2 separate regions of the Pan troglodytes genome follow, and region 2 is linked to region 1. A link is a contact called in public HiChIP or PLAC-seq data. All regions are on one chromosome and are shown on one strand. The core of a region is the stretch at or near the end of the contact, and the rest is flanking DNA. Distances in the headings are between cores, read along the strand shown. Region 1 holds the start of FAM98B (family with sequence similarity 98 member B). Region 2 holds the start of LINC02694 (long intergenic non-protein coding RNA 2694).

Region 1 (6,830 bases), core at 3,230-5,729:
GACCAACAATCCCCAGAGCTACCTGCTCCCGAGTTGTTGGGTTCCCGAGATGTGTGTGTGAGTGTGTGTTCTGCCATGAACTGTGGCCCCAGCATATAGTGTTTCAGTGGGGGAGAAGCTGAAAGACTCTTGGTCTTTCAAGTCGTCTCCTCTCCTGTCACCCTAAAAGCCACTGAACTCTACAGGGATGAAGACTATTGAAGACTCCATTGCCAAACCATGGCCTTTCCTCAGTGTTATAAAGCCTATGCCAAGGAAAAAGGAAGGGTATGCCTTTGGGTGCTCCAGGTACACACCTTTCCAAAATCTTTCTCCAGCCAGCTGCTGCAGACAAAAATAAGACATTTCTGGGAAGATAAGGACTTGTTTCCAGGCCAGTACCCCAGTGGCCATCAGGTCTTGTGGCCCAAAAGCTACGCTTGCCTCTAGCTAAGTGCCTGGCATGGGCCCTTTCTGTGTCTCCCCAAGGTTGGGTACTGAGCTCCCTTCTTCACCATCTAGCCATAGTCTCGAACCTATGGGGAAGGAGGTTTTCTCCCCACCCTGGAAGAGAACAGATTACTGATTTCTGTTCTTTTGACTCTGAAAATTCTCTTTCTAAAAAAAAAAAAAAAAGTAAGATTGTTATTCCTACCATCTCTAGCTTTAATTATTTTTATTTTCACAAATGCCTTAAGGTCAGATAGTAGGGGTTTTGGCCTCCTTTCTTACCAAAATAGCATCATTATCACTGCTCTCCCATTATCTTATAAATATCTCCTGTTTCCTTGAGGCACAGGCCACTCAGATTTGCCACCCATTCACTTGTGGTTTTCATCTATTACCTCTTGGACACTCCCCAACATCCCCTTTGCTCAGTTTTCCTCTCCACCTCTATTCTTGCCATTACACTGAGTTTCTTTAATGTCTGTATGTATACCCTATCTCACACCCTGAGCTCTCAATTCCAACCTGCACATGTCACTCAGCCCCCCTTGCACCCTTGCCATTACTTGCAACCACTGCACCTCCAAAATCACTTATCCAAACATGTGGCTCCCTGACCACAACCTCTTATTTATCCTTCCACTTGCTTCTTCGACCACTCACCTAAAACTATTCTTTGATATCATCATTACCTCCATTCATTGATCCCTCTGCATTCTCCATATTTACCAACTCTCTCCTATCTTCACATTCTTCTGTATCCAATTTAGATTCTAAGGTGTATCATTTCATTTTGGTGCTCAATAAATACCAACTGAAGAAATTAATCTGTTGGGGCGTGGTGGCTCACACCTGTAATCCCAACACTTTGAGAAGCCAAGGCAGGAGATCATTTGAGGCCAGAAGTTCAAGACTAGCCCGGGTATCATAACAAGACCCTGTATCTAAAAAAATTTTTAAAATAAAGAGAAATGAATCCTTGAATTTTAATATCCAATCAATCACTAAGTTCAGTAATGTAGTTCTTCCCATATCCACTGCCACTAAGCAACCATCATTTCTTTCACAGACTATTAACTAAATTCTCCAATCCATTTTCCACCTTGCTGACAAATGTAACTTTCAAACTAGACATCTAACCACTCCCTTTTTATTTAAAATTATTCAATCACATCCCATTGCTGTTATGATCAAGAATAAAATCCACAACACAGACTAAAAGGGGCTGCATGCCCTGATTTTCACCTAACTCTTGAATCCAATTTCCCACCACTCTGCCCCTCACACTCTGCCTTCCAACCACATTAGCCTCCTTCCAGTTCTTCTAATACAGCAAGCTCCTTCGCATTTCAAAGTCTTCACATTTTCTTCTCACTGTAAGGATATCTTTGTCCCCCTTTTTCATCCATCCAACCTTAACTACTTAATTTCTATTCACCCTTCTTATTTCAACTCAAATGTCACTTCCTCAGGAATCTATCACTAACCCCTAAGACTTCTTAGCTCCTCCTGTTACATCACCCTGTTCTTTTCCTTTGACACATTTATTATAGTTTATAATTATTTTTGTGATCATGTCTGTTTCTCCACTAGATTATAAACTCCACAGGGGTAGGAACCAAGTCTATTGCTCACCACTGACTCCTCAGAAAGAGGTCCAATATATAGTGTGTTCAATAAATAAATATTTAAAGGAAACTTCTCTCCATAGTAGTGTTTCTCAACTGAGTCTGTGAATCTTTTTAAAAATATGCAGGTCTGTACTGTACCTCTGAAGATTATGATTCGGTCAGTCTATGGTATATACTAGACTGGAACAGTTTTTCACAAGTTCCACACGACTCTGATGTACTTCCAGTGTTGAGATCTACTATTCCACAAAATCAGAGACTATCAGAACTGAAAGAGACTTCTAAAATCATCTGCTCCAGCCCTCTCTTTTCACAGATGAGAAAACTGACTGACTCCTAGCCTATCCTGTTTTCACCTGTATCACTAAATTGTCCTTTCACATAGATTTTTCCCTTCAAATGCCTCCCATTAATTTATTTTACATGACAAACTGAAGTACCTTTGCTGATATCCTCAATACCTTACAATAGAAAATGCATTATTCACTATCTACATGGATATTTGAAAACACAGTGTTCCATTACAACACATATTGTAAATAACTACTTTTTTCACATCGTATTATCATAGGAGAATTCAAACTTCAAAATGTTGCCCTCATAGTTATTCCAGGAAAAACTAATTTTGGAGTGTGTAAACTGTTTTACTTTCCATGTTGAATAATCTGACTAATTTTCCTTGATAAAAATCAAGATTATAGCAATGAATTTTCTAAAACACTTATATATGAACAATAAGTTCAAGAAATGAAGAAAGAAGAAAAGCACTGCCTTTTCCTTTTTCATAAACCATTTATGAGTTCCCAATATTCTTACCTGAAGTACTTGGGAGCTCAAACTGTTTGGAGCCTAAATAATTCTACTAAGTATTTTCAGTTCTTGTTTTGGTTCCTTCTTAACCAAGTTAAGTGAGAACTTCCAAGGGACTTCACAGAAGTAAAAATGCCCCCTAAATAATCAATGGCACTGTTCTTTCGTTTGACAAATATGTATTCACGATCTACTAAGTGCAAGACTCCGTAACCCTGGGTCACTGCAAAGTAGGTATTATCAGGGTTCAACTAAAGAAACAATTGATAGAGGGGCAAATGCAGTTTTAGAGAAGATAAAGTGGGGTGTGGGATTGGTTCAAGCTTCATAATAACGCTGCAAAGGCACAGCTTCCCCTATCAAGAAACAGCAGCACGTAGCAGGGCAAACAAATGTGCAGATGGCTCCAAGCTCTTTATTTAATGTGCACTGTATGACTCAACTATCTGGTCCTATGCTTACTGCTGTGGACTCTTCTCTAAGCTTTTCTTCATTCATTTACTCATTCATTCAACCACTATTTACTGTAAAAGACTCCGTTCTAGTGTGTTGCTGGGAAAACATCAGTGAATAAAATATGCAAAGCATCAGTTTTCCAGGAGCTGACTTGGGGAGGAGGAGGAATAAAACGAGGGAGAAGCAGAGTTCAAGAGACAAATGAATGGGCAGGACATGATAATTTGGGATGGGGACAAGAGCTCTGTGGAAAAAAACAGGATGAGGTTGAGGGGGAGATTACGAACCACCACACTTGTTAAGTATTAACATTACTCCCACCTCCACCCTGAGTTCTCACAGCACTTACCATTCTGCACTGTAAATACCAGCCAGCAGCAGACTTGCAGCCTGCGCGACTATGTAAGCCAAGAGTAATCTGAAAAACTATCCTTTTCCCTTGCCTAGGGGAAATTTACAAACGTAAATATGTGTAAATTAATATACAAGCTAATATACACGTTGACGAACGGACGAAATGGTTGAAAGAACGAACTCGCAATGAACTACAACACTTTCTCCGGTCAAAGTAAAAGCCATTCGCTCCAGAGCCCCAAGTAAGCCACAAGTTGTACATTGTAGGAGACAACAGTCCTCAACAGCAGCTCAGGTTCCAGCACCTCCCTCCGGGCGCCACAACTACGTCAACACAAATATCACCCGCGGGCGCGAGCTCGCCCAGAAAACCGGGGCTACAAGGGCCGCTCCGCGCCACCCGGCGGATTCCTGCAATAGAGTTTCGAGGCAAGAAGTTTGGAAGAGGGGGCCACGAACCCCAGCTCTCCGGCCCTGCTCCACCCCCCAGATAGATTTCTCTCCCGCCTCCCGCTTAACTCCGTCGGCGCCGGAGGGATCGAGGCAGGGAAGGAGGCCTACACATGGCCGCCCAGGCCCACAGAGGCCCAAGGGAAGTAGGCTAAGCAGCCAGGCCAAGGAGAGGTTGCGTTTTCAGGGAAAAGGCGTCTCCGAAAGCACTCACCCCAGCGCCTCCAGTGTGTCCAGCACGTCTCCCTCCATCGTCGGTTCGGGACCCGGCTCCGGCCCTCTCATGGTCCTTTGGCCCAGAGCTGTTCGGCGCTCTAAGTAGCCCGCCGGAAACTAGCGTCACCGCGCCAAGGTTCCGGTCCGGGTCTGGCCGGTAACTGCCTCAGAGCACAGCTGAAGAAGGGCGCAAAGGTTCCCAGCCCCGAGGCAATAAACACTTGATAGTGCCTAAAACCGCTGCGTGTAACGATAATAATTTTTTAAAAGAATAGTAGAAATAATAAATAATAGTAATAAAGAGGTCTCTGTGTTGGGACTTTTCTGTGTGTTCAAATAAATTTTAGCAAATATCGTGGTATCGGGTTGATCTCAACCTATCCGATTCCAGACCTTCTTTTTAATAACAGAAATCTGAAATGAAATTATAATTATCTTCAGCTAAAATTAGTAACTAATATCACATGCCTACACATATAATTTTTAAATCAATATACACGACGATGCTTCAACTTGAAGGAAAAAATGAAGTAATTTATAACAAGGTAATATTTTTCTCCTTATGAAATGCGGAAGACCAATGAAGTGATCAGATGCTTGCATCTATCTATGTAGAATCCCCTCAAATGCATATTCAGATGATGTGCTTCATTGCTGACAAAGCATCAGTTGTATAAGCAACAAACATACCGCCAGCAAAGTAAGGTAGTTGATGTGGTTTTCCAAAATTGTGGCGAATTCTCTGTAAAGTTGCAAACAAACAAAACATAATATACCCTCTGTGTACTATCCATGAAGAATTCAATCTCTTATCTAAAGGATTTAAAAAATGTATTTTAGGGTTCATATGTAAAAGGTACTAAGAGTATAAGGTTAGATCATTATTAGCAGGCATGTCACCTACATGAATACTCCAGCAGAACTGTTGGAAATCCTGCATGAAGTATAACTATTGATCCCTTGTATGGACCTGTCCCTTCCATTGCAGACTACATAGCATTCGTAGCCCCAGTCCAATAAAGACCAGTAATGCTCTCACCTTCCTAATTATGGTTACAAACAAAAAGCATACCCATAAATGTGTAAAACACTCAAAGGTAAGCTGTAGTAGTCCACTCTCATGTTGCTATAAAGATATACCTGAGACTGGGTAATTTATAAAGAAAAGGGGTTTAATTGGCTCATGGTTCCACAGGCTGTACACGAAGCATGATGCTGGCATCTGCTCCACTCCTGGGGAGGCCTCAGGAAATGGACAGTTGTGGCAGAAGGGGAAGGGGGAGTGCAGCTATCACGTGGCCGGAGTAAGAGGAAGAGAGAGGGTGCAGGGAGGTGCCACATACTTTTTTTTTTTTTTTTTTCAGTCTCGCACTGTCGCCCAGGCTAGAGTGCAGTGGCATGATCTCAGCTCACTGCAAACTCCGCCTCCCGGGTTCACGCGATTCTCCTGCCTCAGCCTCCCGAGTAGCTGGGATTACAGGCGCCCACCACCACGCCCGGCTAATTTTTGTATTTTTAGTAGAGACGGGGTTTCACCAGGTTGGTCAGGCTGGTCTCGAACTCCTGACCTCGTGATCTGCCACACACTTTTAAAAAACCAGATCTCATGATAACTCACTCACTATACAGTGCCAAGGCAGGAATGGTGTCAAACCATTCAAGAGAACTCTGCCCTCATGATCCAATCACCTCCCACCAGGTCCCTCCTCCAACATTGGGGATTATAATTTAACATGAGATTTGGGCACAGACACAGATCCTAACCATATCATAAACTCAACCATACATTTGTATAATGACTATTATTACTGTATATTTTAGTGTTGTACAAGGCTTAAGCGTAAAATTACTTGCAGTTTAATGTATCTGAATTCATCTCCAAATAAGGGAGAGGAGAATGTGTATTAGTGGTTACTGCCTCTTGTCAGAGTTGGGGTGTCATAGAAGGTACTAGTCTTAGTAATCTTGGCAAAAAGTCTCTGTAAAAATCAAATAGAAATGAGGTAACTGTTCTTTATTATTGTTGATCTTAAGTGTTCTGCTGCTGGTTTTCCTAAAAAATCTAAATAAATGAATAACAAAAGTTATGCACAGAAAAAGAACTAAAAACAAACAAAAAAGCATGACTGGCCTAGCATGGTGGCTCTCATCTGTAATCCCAGCACTTTGGGAGGCTGAGGTGGGAGGATCACTTGAGTCCAGGAGTTTGAGACCAGCCTGGGCAGCAAAGTGAGACCATATCTCTACAACAAATTTAAAAATTAGTCAGGTATGGTGGTATGCACTTGTAGTCCTAGCTATTGAGGAAGCTAGGGCAGGAGGATCAGGATTGCTTGAGCCCAGGAGGCCGAGGCTGCCGTGAGCTGTAATCAAGCCACTGCACTCCAGCCTGGGCAACAGAGTGAGACCCTGTCTCAAAAGAAAAAAAAAAGCATGACAGATATTTGAAAAAACTGAAAAGGTCTAACATAGTAAATGGAATAATTG
Region 2 (6,830 bases), core at 2,723-5,222, 240 kb before region 1:
TGCCTGATGCCCCCTCTAAGGTAGCCCACCCACCCCAAGGGTTCACTATCCCACTTTCCCCTCTTATTTTCTTATCATTGTCTGACATGATCTTAGGTCTGGTTTGCTTATTGTCTACTGTCTTCTGTCACCCTACACAAGTGTGAGCTCCGTGGGAGCAGGGCCCTTGCCAGTCTTGTTCACTGCTGTGTTCTCAAGGTTCAGATGGTATCTGGCACATGGTGGGCAGCCAATGGAGTGTGGAAACACATATTCAGTCATACATGTTTGATGGGCTGGGAATCCCCAGAGGAGGTCAAATTGGAGAGAGAAAGAGAGAAAACTGGACTCTAGGGGAAAATCCCAAGGGGACAAGGGCTCTGATGGAGAGGGCAGGACCAGGCAGCCAGGCTCGAGTCTCCGACGTACGTGGCTGTGTTACGTCATTCCCTCCCCACCCAGGAAAAAAGAACACTGATGTGTAAAATAACTAGGGCCCTTCAAGCCTGTGATAGAAACTCCTTGAAGAAATCTTATTTTCAGAGAGCCTCCATGAAAACCTCTGGGAACCAAGACACTGGGTGCCGGCCCCAAGAGTAACTATTAGGGAGTCCAGGACAAGAGGCCCACAAAAGCTGCCTGGTTTTCCTCCCATTGCTGGATAGTGAGATATAAAGCCAGCTGGAGAGGAAGGGGATCAAACTTTATTATATATTTACTTACTTATTTGGACATGTCAGTGTTTGTTTGTTTATTGTATATATTTAATAATGCACAACGTGATGTTTTGATATACATAGTGAAATAATTACTAGAGTCAAGCCAATTAACATATCATCATCTCACAGAGTTACCTTTTTTAGGGTGTGTGGTAAGAACACCTAAAATCTGCTCTCTAAGCGAATTTCCTGTACAGATGGTCCTTGACTTAATGATGGTTTGACTTAAGACGTTTCAGCATTATGACAATGTGGAAGAGATACACATTCAGCATGCTTCTTGACTTACAATAAGGTTATGTTAGAGAAGCATCTGTATATAATATAATATTATATCGTCCTTGTGCTGTGCATTAGATTTCAAGACTTATTCATCCTATGTAACTGCAGTTTTGTACCCTTTGACCTACATCTGCCCCTGGTCCCTTTGGTAACTGCCAGTCTACTCTCTGTTTTGATTATTTTTAGATTCCTCATATAAAAGAGATCATATGATATTTGTTGTTCTGTGTCTGGTACATTTCACTTAACGTAATGTCCTCCAGGTTAATCCATGTTGTCACAACTGGCAGGATTTCTTCCTTTTTAAGGCTAAATAATATTCCATTGTGTGTGTCACACACACACACACACACACACACACGCATGCCACATTTTCTTTATCCAGTCATCTGTCAATGGACACATTGTTTTCATATCTCAACTACTGTGAATAATGCTGCTTTAGAAGCACAGTAAGAAGTCACCTGGAACCTTCTCCCTGCCACCACCCAACCCCAAGGCCTTGTCCTGAGTCAGGAAGAGGGAAGCCTGAGAAGAGAAAAAAAAAAAAGGGAAAGACAAAATGGTATCTCTGTGAGCTTTGGCGATTGAGAAACAGCTAAGATTGGAATTCTCCCTGACCCATTCCAGAGTTTTCTGAGCTGCAACCCCTGCAGGCATGCCTTGCAAGTCACATATTATAATTCCTATTTTCCAGGCAAAAGATTAAAGACTCAAAGTACAGTTGACTGGTTATAGAAATGTGCTTGTCTGACTGCCGGATTACCATCCCTCTGGACCTCCTGCCAGTATTAGAACCCTAATTTTTAAAGGCACCAGGTGGGCCATGCTCAGGGGAGGCTGAGCTGCTCGCTGCCAATGTAAGGGAATCATGACTAAACTACGCCAGTGGTCTGAGCACTGGCTGCCCATTAGAACCATCCCAGTCTAGTTAAACCAGCTTATCTGGAGTGAGTCTAGGCCTCAGTCGTTTTATAAAGCTCCCCAGTGATTCAAAAGTGCAGCCAGGACTGGGATGGGCCAACCTAAACTACTCATGATAATTTCCATTCTCATTAGCATGGAGGAAGAGTGTTCTGCTGGGTTCTGGGAAAGCAAAATTCCTTTCTTTGAAACACAAACATATTGTGTTGATGAAACAGACTGTGCTGCACCCCGAGGTGATGCCTAGAACTGTGGACACCATCTGGAGAACAAAAGCCAGCACACTAAATTCGGCAGGGGAAAAAGAAGGGGAAAGCCCGGCTACTTAAGATATTATTGGACCGAGCTCACGCCTGTAATCCCAGCACTTTTGGAGGCTGAGGCAGGCAGATCACCTGAGGTCAGGAACTCAAGATCAGACTAGCCAACATGGTGAAACCCCATCTCTACTAAAAAAAAAATACAAAAATTAGCCATGCATGGTAGCAGGCACCTGTAATCCCAGCTAGCCAGGAGGCTGAGGCAGGAGAATCGCTTGAACCTGGGAGGCAGAGGTTGCAGTGAGCTGAGCTGAGATCACGCCACTGCACTCCAGCCTGGGCAACAGAGCAAGACTCCATCTCAAAAAAAAAAAGAGATATTATTGAACAGATGAATTACCCAACCCTGAAACTGCTCTCGCCCGGACTTTCTGTGTTAAGTGAGTTAATAGTTTGATGTGGCCAGTTTTTGTTGGATTTTTTATTACTTGAAGCTGAGAACATTCTATGTGATATAATCATACAGAAAGCAGGAGAGCTGAAAGTCAAGCCAAGTTCAACTCTGAGGCAGCCAATAGAAGCTAAGAGTGAGTAGAGACCAACAGATAAGTGGAGTTATTTGAATCAGATCAGCGGGTTTCTAGATGGTTTTTAACTAGTAAACGTAGTTTGTTAAGGTTATGAAACTTTTTCTCTTCTTTTTTTCCTATTCATCAGAATCCCTACATGAAAATGAAGAACATCATCTAGTAATTAATTGCCAGGTTTAAAAATATAAAATTGGAGAAGAAGGCCAGGTTTGAAATTTGGAAGGTGGTTGAAATTAACAGCTAAATTTAAGAATCAGGATCATCTTGGGTTTCAGTAAAACATCTAGTAAATTTATTCATTTAGTCAATAACCTCAGTGACTAATGAGTCAAACCAGTTTTTCAGTCCAGTAATTTTTCATTTAGGGCCCCCAAATTAAATGTTAGAAAGGCCTCTTTCTAACATTTAGTCATTATAAAATAATCAAATCAGTGAAAAATCAGCCACCAGAAATAAAACTGCCTTTTGGAAGGTTCTTATACTTATCTGTATCACCATATTCCAACAGGCAGCTTAAGGAAAGGGGTCTGTCTGTGCCTTTCAGTTCACAAGCAACCTTGAGAAGGCTAGAAATTTCCACAACAGTACCAAAGAACTGCCTGAAGGTGGCGCTCAAGGGCGATAGTAACAGAGTGTGTGATCTGGCAATTTCAGCATTTGCAAGAAGTCAAGCCAGTTTTTCTTTTCTTCCTGATAAAGCTAATTGCCTTGCATTAACGCACAGCATAAGACTTCGCAGCACAAAAAGAATAACGGAATTATAAAAGGTATAATTTAGAGGCTTTGTCAAGAGCTGTGATGAGCATATCCTAATAGGTATAAATGTTCTGAAGTACTAATGCTCTATTAAGAGGGGTTTCTGAAGGAGGAACAATGCCTGCATTAGTGTTCGGGCTCTGGAGAGGAAAAAGCTTTTTGGTCTGCAATTACTGGTCTCCTATTCTTTACTTTAGAACACATCTACTTGATGCTTGCTATTTTTTTCAGGCACACTTCCCCCCTCTTGTTTCACGTGTACATTCACATGAGTAAAATATTGCTTTTTACGCTTTGCTGGGTATTGAAGTTGCTGTCTGATGGAGAGGCTTAGATCCTCACCTTGAAGCGGCTTCCCCTAACACTGGGTCTGTGAAGCTTCAAAGTGCAAAACATGCTCATCCAGACAATACCATAAGGCCACCGACTTTGGATTTTCTGCCCTACTTCCTGAGCCTGCATCTCCGACTATTCTTTCCTTTGAAGCTCTATAAAAGTATGCACTCTTGCCTCCCTGTAGAGTAAGCTGCTCCTAGAATAGGAACTGCTAACACTTTCTCTTTTATTGCCTTGGCAGTACCTCCTACCTCCCAATTCCATATCGCCACCGCCCCCCGAGCTCCAGTACTTTCCCACCTTGGGCTAGGACCAGCATGAACACATCTCCCAGGCACATCCCCTTGCATTTAGAAGGCCCCAGCCCCTGACCTAAGGTTGCCCTGGCTCTTGGCTTTCTCCCTTGAAGATCAGGTTAATCCTACTGAGAAGAGAGAAAGAAATTAAAGTTTATCTTACCTAAGGAGGAAATTCTTTCTGATCCCTATACCTTCAAAGACCCTCCTCTGCACTGGACTGTGAATGCTGAAAGGCAGCCAGGATTGGAGCTGATAGAAATGGATTGCCAGGTAGCATTGGTTAGTCTTATGTCTTTCGTGGCTTCTAAAGCCTCATCTCCTATTAGCAGGAAGACTTGGCCTCCATATTCTCTCCCTTCCCCAGTCTAATAGCCTGGCCTGACTTCCTACCACCTGCCCCTTGAGGTTTCTTTCACCCAGAGTTGCCTCCAGAAGGAAGTAGGCCAAAAAGGGGAAAATCCAAAGTCAGACTTGTGGGGAGGGTGTGAGCCACCAATGGGGACTGAGAATACAAAATTACTTTGGTAGAGGAGTACATTGTCCCTCCCCAGGACAGAGCTTGTCCCCTTCATCCACATGCATGTTTTGAATTAGACAGATGAAAACACAAATCTCCAATATCTCTTTCTTTCTGAGCAGTACATGTTACCCAGACTAATCACAGGTCATCGAAGGGGTTCAGTTGAATGCAATGATCACATCTTTATTCTTCTTTGGAATAGCTCACAGTGTCCCATCCACAGGCAAGAGGGAGGGCTGGCACAGCCTCATACCTGCTGCCAGAACACAGGGACATGTAATAGTTTTCCTTACCTTTACATTTGAAATCCTCCTGTTGGGGGTTCATTTTGCCCACTGCCCAGACAGGCTGATTTATCAAGACAGAGGAACTGCAAGAGAGAAACAGTTTAATTCATGCAGAGCTGGCTCAATGGGATACCAGAGTTTTATTATTACTCAAAACAGTCACCCCCAAAATTTAGAGGCTGGGGTTTTTTAAGGATAATTTGGTGGGTAGGGGGCCAAGTAGTAGGGAGAGCTGACTGGTTGGGTCTGAGATGAAATCACAGGGAGTCAAAGCTGTCCTCTTGTGCTGAGTCATTTCCTGGGTGGGGGCCACAAGACCAGATGAGCCAGTGTGTTGATCTGAGTAGTGCCAGCTGATCCATCCAGTGCAGGGTCTGAAAACTATCTTGAGCACCAATCTGAGGTTTTACAATAGTGATGTTATCCGTAGGAGCAATTGAGAAGGTTTAGAATCTTGTGGCCTCTAGCTAGCTGCATGACTCCTACACCATAATTTCTAATCTTGTGGCTAATTTGTTAGGCCTACAAAGACATTCTGGTCCCCCCGGCAAGAAGAGGGTTCATTTCAGCAAAGGGCTGTTATCATCTTTGTTTCAAAGTTAAACTATAAACTAGGTTCCTCCCAACGTCAGCTCAGCCTATGCCGAGGAATGAACAAAGACAGCTTGGAGGTTACATGCAAGATGGAGGCAGGTAAGTCAGATCTCTTTCACTGTCTTAATTTTCTTACTGTTATAATTTTTTGCAAAGGTGGTTTCAGTGTTTTCTCTAAAAGTCTTCCAGTCAAACCCAGGAGGTAAGTAAGGCACAGAAGACCTACAGCTTAGGGCACCCATACAACTCTGCCCACCTCCCCACAGTGGACACCCCACAGCACTAGCTGCAGTTCTCCTGATCCTCACTAGACTAGGTCTTGACATATTTGTCCTTCCCAAATGTACTTGGAATTACCTAACATGCATTAGGCCCAGCTATGCTTATGGTGTTGCTCAGCTCCCTCCCACCAAGCAACTGTAACGGCTGATGCCTTCTGGGTGCTTCCTGTTGAGAGGGCTTTATGCATCATCTCAAGTCATCTTCACGATACCCCCAGACAGCAGTGCTGCTAGCATTCCCATCTCACAGATGAGGAAACTGCAGTGCAAAGAGGCTACACAACTTCCCAAGCAAATAAGTGCCATGGTAAGTTATTCATAAAGCACATGGGAACACTGGTAAAAGAGTGAGTTAATAAAAAAAAAATAGTCATAACTAACGCTTACTGAGCTCTGCGTATCAAGCCCTGCGCCAAGTGCTGTGTGAACTCCCTTTCCTTAAATCCTCGTATCAGCTGGTGTGGCAATTACATCAGAAGCATTGGCAGGCTCTGCTATCAAGGAGAGTGACCACATTAAAAAAGGCACTGTCTTTTGACCTTTTGCTCTATTATCTCTCGCTCTGACTGCTAATGTTTCAAACGGAGGTTGAACAGAACCAGCTTTCCCACTGCTTCCTCGAATGTCCTCTCATTCTTCACAACCATCATGTCTGGGATAACAGGTGGGCTCCCTGTTCTTCCCCTCCCAGAACTCCAGCTGTGCCACTGGGAATTATTATTATTCCCAACTTAGAAATGAGGGAAGAGAAGCTCAGATAAGCTAAGTAACTTGAGTGAGTTCATTCAGCTTTCAAGGGAACAAGTCATGGTGGGGAAAGGGAGGTATAAACCCAATGTCTGGCTCCAGAGCAAACAAAGAAGATTAGGGCATCTCAGGCAAAGGAAACAGCTCAGACAGAAGTATGAACACATGTGTTTGATTAAGAGCTCTAGATGAATGTGTACGGTGGAGTATAGGGCACTTGGTGAGCAGCAGTTGGGTAGTAAAGGAATTTGTATGT

The links. HiChIP or PLAC-seq counts read pairs in DNA pulled down with a chosen protein or histone mark.
Region 2: a contact with region 1 is called in an H3K4me3 HiChIP or PLAC-seq map of stem cell-derived excitatory neurons, with 5 times the contacts expected there. The contact joins the promoter of LINC02694 here to the promoter of FAM98B in region 1. A contact is called at or near these places in 1 of 7 Hi-C or Micro-C datasets (stem cell-derived neural progenitor cells) and 1 of 1 datasets of contacts at active chromatin or transcription factors (stem cell-derived excitatory neurons).

Annotation. Positions count from the first base shown.
Region 1 is chr16:30,401,868-30,408,697 of NHGRI_mPanTro3-v2.0_pri, reverse strand. FAM98B (family with sequence similarity 98 member B) reads right to left here and starts at 4,479. Exons shown (of 8, transcript XM_001138413.7): 1 at 4,342-4,479. The coding sequence starts at 4,412.
Region 2 is chr16:30,637,399-30,644,228 of NHGRI_mPanTro3-v2.0_pri, reverse strand. LINC02694 (long intergenic non-protein coding RNA 2694) reads right to left here and starts at 3,972. Exons shown (of 5, transcript XM_003314602.4): 1 at 3,853-3,972. The coding sequence starts at 3,972.